Linked DNA regions of Mus musculus: region 2 is linked to region 1. The links are chromatin contacts, called in public promoter capture Hi-C maps. All regions are on one chromosome and are shown on one strand. The core of a region is the stretch at or near the end of the contact, and the rest is flanking DNA. Distances in the headings are between cores, read along the strand shown. Region 1 holds the start of 6530409C15Rik (RIKEN cDNA 6530409C15 gene). Region 2 holds the start of Rbm28 (RNA binding motif protein 28).

The links. Promoter capture Hi-C pulls out the DNA fragments that hold promoters and counts their contacts.
Region 2: a promoter capture Hi-C map of pre-B cells shows a contact between it and region 1, with 2.8 times the contacts expected there. The contact joins the promoter of Rbm28 here to the promoter of 6530409C15Rik in region 1. A contact is called at or near these places in 2 of 39 promoter capture datasets (cranial neural crest and pre-B cells).

What each region holds. Positions count from the first base shown.
Region 1 is chr6:28,214,023-28,217,141 of GRCm38.p6, reverse strand. 6530409C15Rik (RIKEN cDNA 6530409C15 gene) reads right to left here and starts at 1,643. Exons shown (of 4, transcript NR_165173.1): 1 at 1,376-1,643. It also overlaps a transcript of Zfp800 not described here.
Region 2 is chr6:29,163,045-29,166,163 of GRCm38.p6, reverse strand. Rbm28 (RNA binding motif protein 28) reads left to right here and starts at 1,440. Exons shown (of 19, transcript NM_133925.2): 1 at 1,440-1,673. The coding sequence starts at 1,556.

The sequences.
Region 1 (3,119 bases), core at 394-2,893:
TTTGTTCTTTTCATAAATTTTATTTCCGACATGTGATATGTTTGTTTGTTTGTTTGTTTTTACTAAAGTTATACCTCTAGGTATGATGATTCTATCCAAAACTTTCAGAAGGCAGGAAACTTTCAGGGCAGTATGACTAATTATGCCATCAACTTAAGCAACAAAGCGAGCGCATTCCCACAAACACCTAACCCTAGATTTGCTTATCACTGAATAGAATCCATCTGACAACTGAGGTTGCTTTAGTTTAAAATATTTTTGAAGCTTATATTACAATGGATTTTCTATCTGATAACAAAGCCCTGGGCACTTGTCTATGTTATTATCCCATGTGCAGATTCCTGGAATAATTTAGCAAAATTATTCCATTTAGTCATTTGCTCATTTAGTTATAAAATGCATTATAACTAAAAGATCCATATTTAGCTAATAGTTCCTTTATTCTTTCTCAGTTTGAGTGCTTTCAGTAGAAACCATTACAGAAACTGAAACACTGGCGTTCACTAAAATGTCTGCTCCAAAAGCATGGGAGGTTTTTCTGTTTTTTAGTATACCGTGCTCCCAAGTCCATATTAATTATAAGTTGAAATTAACTTTGCAAAAAGACCAGAAAACTTTTATTTTCCTCAAGTAAAAATGAGTTGAATAAGATGAAGTATAATTTTATAAAAGACAGTGCTTTTGATTCACTGTTAAAAGTTTACGGGACAAAATACTCTGAAATATTGTGATTTATACAGCGCTTAGAGTAAAGACAAGCCATGTCGTCGAACCCATTCCTTAAAAGCTCTTTATGCCTACCCCTCTGCTACCCTAGAAAACATTAGCTTTATAAATTCATAAGTGGGACGAAAGTAAAAAGTCATTAACTTTTTATTCTAATAGTAAAATACATTTATTGTGTAAATTTGGAAATTACAAATAAAATGAAAATAAAGACTATCTGAAGTACCGAAAGGTAACAACACACTGTTGTGGTTTTTCTCCATCACGTTTAAATTTGTGTTCTCTGAATACTGAAGTACATACATACCCTCATACCCTGCAAATGCTGGTGAAATGGAATTTTTCCTCGACTGCTTTTTCATATTGTTGGACTGTATTTCACAACATCTTATTAGCAAGTTAGTTTGTGCTATAAGATTATGATACTTTATGTTTGGAGATGAACATTTTCCAATTTTTCTTCCTCTTCTTTCCCCATTTTCTATTATGTTGCAGTGGACACTCTTTGAAATTTTGTAGTTATGCTTTAAGGGAACATTTTTTAAAAGACTTTCTGGGTCAGGGGTTATCAGCTACCTGGGGTTTGATGCCTGCAACCCTGCCTGTTGTGGAGTGCCGCGGGGTGCCGGGCTCCTGGGCGCAGCTTTACCTGAAGGGTGCGGGGTGGGGACGCGGCGCCTCGGCCCCGGGCTGCGCGGTTCCCGCCCGTTGCTAACCGGCGTGTCTTTGTCTTTCTTCCCTGGGGTTCGCTGCGCCCGTGCGGGCCGAAGCCTGGCGAAGCCGTCGCCCCGCAGCGCCGCCATCCTGCGTCCGCCCGCGGGCGCCGTCACCACGCGCCAGGCCGCCTCCAGCTGCCGCGCCAAGCTCCGCGGCGCCGCCAGGGAGCGCCAGCACGCGGCGCGCGCCCTCGGCAGGTCAGCCGCCCCGTGACGCCGCCGCGCGCTCCCGCGGCCGCGCGCACCGCCGTACCTCGGGCGCCCAGGTCGTCTGCATCCACGGCCGCCTCGGCGTCGTCGTCGCTGGTCGGAGCGCCTCAGCTCGCCCCCCGCTGCTGCCGCAGCCTGCTCTGCCACGCGGGACGCCGGGCCACTCCTTGCTCCGTGCGATGCGTTTCTTCAGCCCGCCTGCAAAATCCCCGGCTTCTTTAAAAACCTCACCGCACATGATTCCGTTTCCCTATTTCTTGTAACTACTCTCTGTTCCCTTTCAGATTCTTTCCATTATTAGTTCTTCAAAGCCAGCATCGTTTTCTTCATTAAGCTCTCATCAAGCTCCACCTCCCACTCCCATCTGCCAGAAGATTCTAATGGTCCAAATTCATGATACAACCCAGAGTTGTATCATGCACATCTATAATTGAACTCAAGCGTCAGGCTTTCCCCTTCCTGTAACTTTATCGCCAATAGCCATTGCTCCCTGTGGAATTAGTCCTTGTTTCCAAGGACTCGTCATCCTAAACTCACCATCCTTAGAAACGGGATCCTCTCTAGAATATTGTCGCCGGTGACCACAGGACCGTGCCTTTCCATAGCTGCTCCGGGAAGGCTTGTTGGCTTAGCCCCTCTTTTTTTCCCAGGCCCTCTGTCCCAGGCTATACATGGATGTCTTACTTCTCTTGGGCTATTCCCAGTGACTGGTCACAGTTAAAGTCGTGATGGCCCAATCATGTGACATTCATGGTCCCTCAGTGAGCTATTGGGGACCCTTCAACTCCTGGCCACAGCTTCCTTAGAACTCCCGGCTTCAGTCTGTATCCCCTCTAGCCTTTCCTAGGTATGTCAGACCTGCGTTATGGCTTCTTCAAGATCTCTGCTCTCCTCTTGCTTTCTTTTGTCTTTCTCAGGTGTCCCCTCAACACAACTGCTGCACAGTGACCTTTGTCTTGGTGTCTGCTGCTAGGATCTGAACTGACACATCAGACATTCCAGTCTCTGACCACCACCTTCCTATCCTGAGTTGTTTGCTGACCTCATTTTTCTACTGTTGAGTAGGCCATGTCTTGGCTCTATTTCCTTGACTAGCCCAGATTCTACAGTCTATTATCGTAATCATGCCTCGAAATGCAAATTCTCTCAGCACTCTCAAACCTCAGTTTCTTCGAAATTATTTTTCTAGCAAAAAAATATCCAACCCTGGGTATAGGTAACTTCTGTCTTGCTCTAGCCAGACTGTAACAACGGATTTCGTTTAAGAAGAAATCATGAAACCAACCAACCTGTTCAATTTCCAAGACATTATTGCAAATCCTAAATTGGTGTTTTTTCCTATGGTCGTCTCAGTCCTTCACTTTTAGACCTACTGTTTCTTTGCATGAATCTCCCCAGAATGTGCCGTTTGTTTTGATATTTCCCTGAGAACTAAGAGTTATAGACAGAGCTCCTCAGCTCCCTACT
Region 2 (3,119 bases), core at 191-2,690, 950 kb before region 1:
ATAGAATTTGATTCTTGGTTGTTGTTGTTTTCCGAAACAGGGTCTCTCTGTGTAGCCCTGGCTGTCCTGGAACTTGCTTTGTAGACCAGGTTGGCCTCGAACTCAGAGATCCGCCTGCCTCTGCCTCCCGAGTGCCGGGATTAAAGGCGTGCGCCACCACTGCCCCACTTAGAATTTGATTCTTGAGGAGGATGTGGAATTCCAAACCAATTTTGTTTAAAAGATTCTACTTCTTTTGCCCACTTTACTTTTTATGTAAGATAGGATCGACTTTATGGTAGCCTTGACAATCTGTTTTGTATTTCAGTGCCTTTTCTTCTGATTTATCTATTTAAAATATAACTGTGGTGGGGGTTCTTTTTCTAAAAGCACATATTAATTATTTGAAGCCTACTAGGACTTCATAAATTTCATGCTTAGCACATTCCTCCCACCACTACTACCTACACGTCATCCATCCATCCATCCATCCATCCATCCGTCCATCCATTATATTGAATGTGGATAACTCTTGGGGATTTTCACTGTGCCTTTCATCTTTTGTGGTGTTTTCTACCTACTGAGCTGTTGTAACTTAAAAGTAAAGACTTTAAAAGTGCCTAGGGTACTTTTTGCAGCTAGGCATTCTGCAAGCACAGCATTTTTCCATGTAAGACAGACAGTGAAGCCCACTGAGTGTTAAACACTGTGGGTAGCCTCCAGTCTGTCTGATAAACAGACATAAATGAAGATCTTCTGTCTCTGGGCAGCAGTGCATCCTAGGTCTGTGCATATAGCTGGGTGTTATGTTTGGCTTCCGTGTGCTCTGATGTGATCTTGCAGAGATTTTGTAAGATTTTAAAAATAAACGTCTGTCTCTCACTCTGGACTCTATTTTATATGACGGCAGGGACCATGTCTTTTTTTTTCGGCAATGAATTTTACTCCTAATATATAAGTAGGAGCTCAATCAGTAAGAATTGAAAATATGATTTCGTACGTAGTATTTGTTCTCTGGGGATTTTAGTAGATACAATTTGTCTCTGCGGCCAAGTGACAGTTTGTCTCATGTTTTCTGAGGACATGTGACTAGTTCAAATTATGTATGTTACATGCTTGTGTCTATGACGTTTTGCATATGTGTTTTTTTCCCCCCGCGTGATATGTGGCAACTCTTCAGAAAAAAACTTATTGAACACCCACTCTATGTCAGATGAGGGCAGGCTTAGGGGGAAAATGACTTCTGCCTGCTTTGGTGAATTTGGGGTCGAGTTCCTAAATGAAAGATTTTAAGAGAATTTTAAGCTGTTGATGTCAAGTTTCCCCCAGTGGCGGGGGCGGTGCTGGGACTGCACAGAGACCGTCGTTCAAGAAGCTCCGCCCCCAGGACGTCATTTTTCTTTTTCTTTCCGGAACTATTCCTTCCAGTCTGCGTTTCCTCCCGGACTCTTTTGAGCAAAGAGGACTTCCTGAATTTCCCGGCAACTCGGCACCGCCTTCCTGCCAGAGCTCATCCCAGCCCTCGCTCGCGCCGGCGTGAGGTGCTCGCAGCCTCACGCGCTTGTCTCTCGGTCTCATGGCCGGTCTGACTTTATTCGTGGGCCGTCTCCCGCCCTCGGCTCGCAGCGATCAGCTGGAAGAGCTGTTCAGTCAGGTGGGTCCGGTGAAGCAGTGCTTCGTGGTGACAGAGAAAGGTAAGGAGTGGGATGGTGCAGAGGGCATGTGCAAAGGTATGGGAACAACCCAATTTCAGGGAGCTCTATAGTTATGATCTGTTTGTTTTGAGACAGGGCTCTCACTCTTTAGCCCTAACTGGCCTCGGATTCGCTACCGGTAGCCCGTGTGCTTCTGCCTCCTGAATCCTCCGATTAATGACGTGAGCCATCCCAGCAAGTTCTTTGCTCTCTCCAGAAGTACGGGACCGGGAGCTAAGATTCTTTTCTAAACGGACTCAGCTGGAGATCGGCCAATAAGGTTGATTTATGAAAGGCAAAGCACTCACTTAACGTTTCCATTGCGTTTTCCCCTTTATTACGCGTGTTCAGGAGTTCAAACGCAGGCCCATTAGCTTGGAGTAATGGTAGTAATCCCAGCATCTGGGAAGGCTGTGGCAGGAGGATTGCTGGTAATTCGAGGACAGCCAGGTCTATATAATAGCGAGTTCAGGACAACTTGGATTACATAGCGAGACCCCGTCTTCAACAAACATCCCAAAGTAACGTTTAATAAAGCACCAGTGCGGCTTATTGAGATGGCTGCTAGGCCGGAAGAGTGCTTAGTTTGACATGGGTTAACTTACTTAATGTTCTCAACAATCTTATAGGACAAAGAGCCTTAACCCCATTTTTTTTAAATAAAGGAATATAATCTTTAAAGACATTAAATGGTCTGGAGTTGATCTGGCTAGTGAGAGGACTCAGTTTGATTAGCACGTTAGCACATCCTATGCATTCATCTGTTTATTTATTTATTACTTGTTGGATGCCAACTGTATTTTAGAACATTGCTGGCTGCCCTTAGGATACAACAGGTGTGTGACACTAAATCACTGACGCAGATTCTGTTCTCATACACTTATGGTTTGAAAGACAGCCAACAAATAGCCAAACTATATGTTGATAATGGTGATAAATTTATGCTAAGGAGAAAAGTCAAAAGAGGGAATGTGTGTGTGTAGATAGGGTGGCTAGGGAAGACCTGTTTGAGGAGAGTGAACTAAGAACTGGGGGGATAAAACAGTCTGAATTCAGGAAACAGCAACCTTGAGGATATTAAAGCAAGTATGTCCTTGTGTGAGAAGAGAGCTTGGTGGCCAGGGTGACGAGGAAGTGAATGAAGGTGTGACAGGAGATTCGATCACACTGAGTCCTCAGATTGTGGTGTTTACTAGAAAATCCTATTTCTAGTTGTGTGGCTCAGCTTCAGCACACACCTTTAATCCCAAACAATTGTAGAAGGAAGCACCCATGTTTGAAAGTAATATCTAATTGAGAGACAGATAAAATGAAAGACTTGGCAGAAGAATAAATTATGTCCAACTTTCACGAGTACATCGAGAAGAGATCTCAGGACCCACTTCAACCTGATAGACAGAAAGAACCAACTCCTACCAGATTTTTCCCATACTTTTGCACACACAT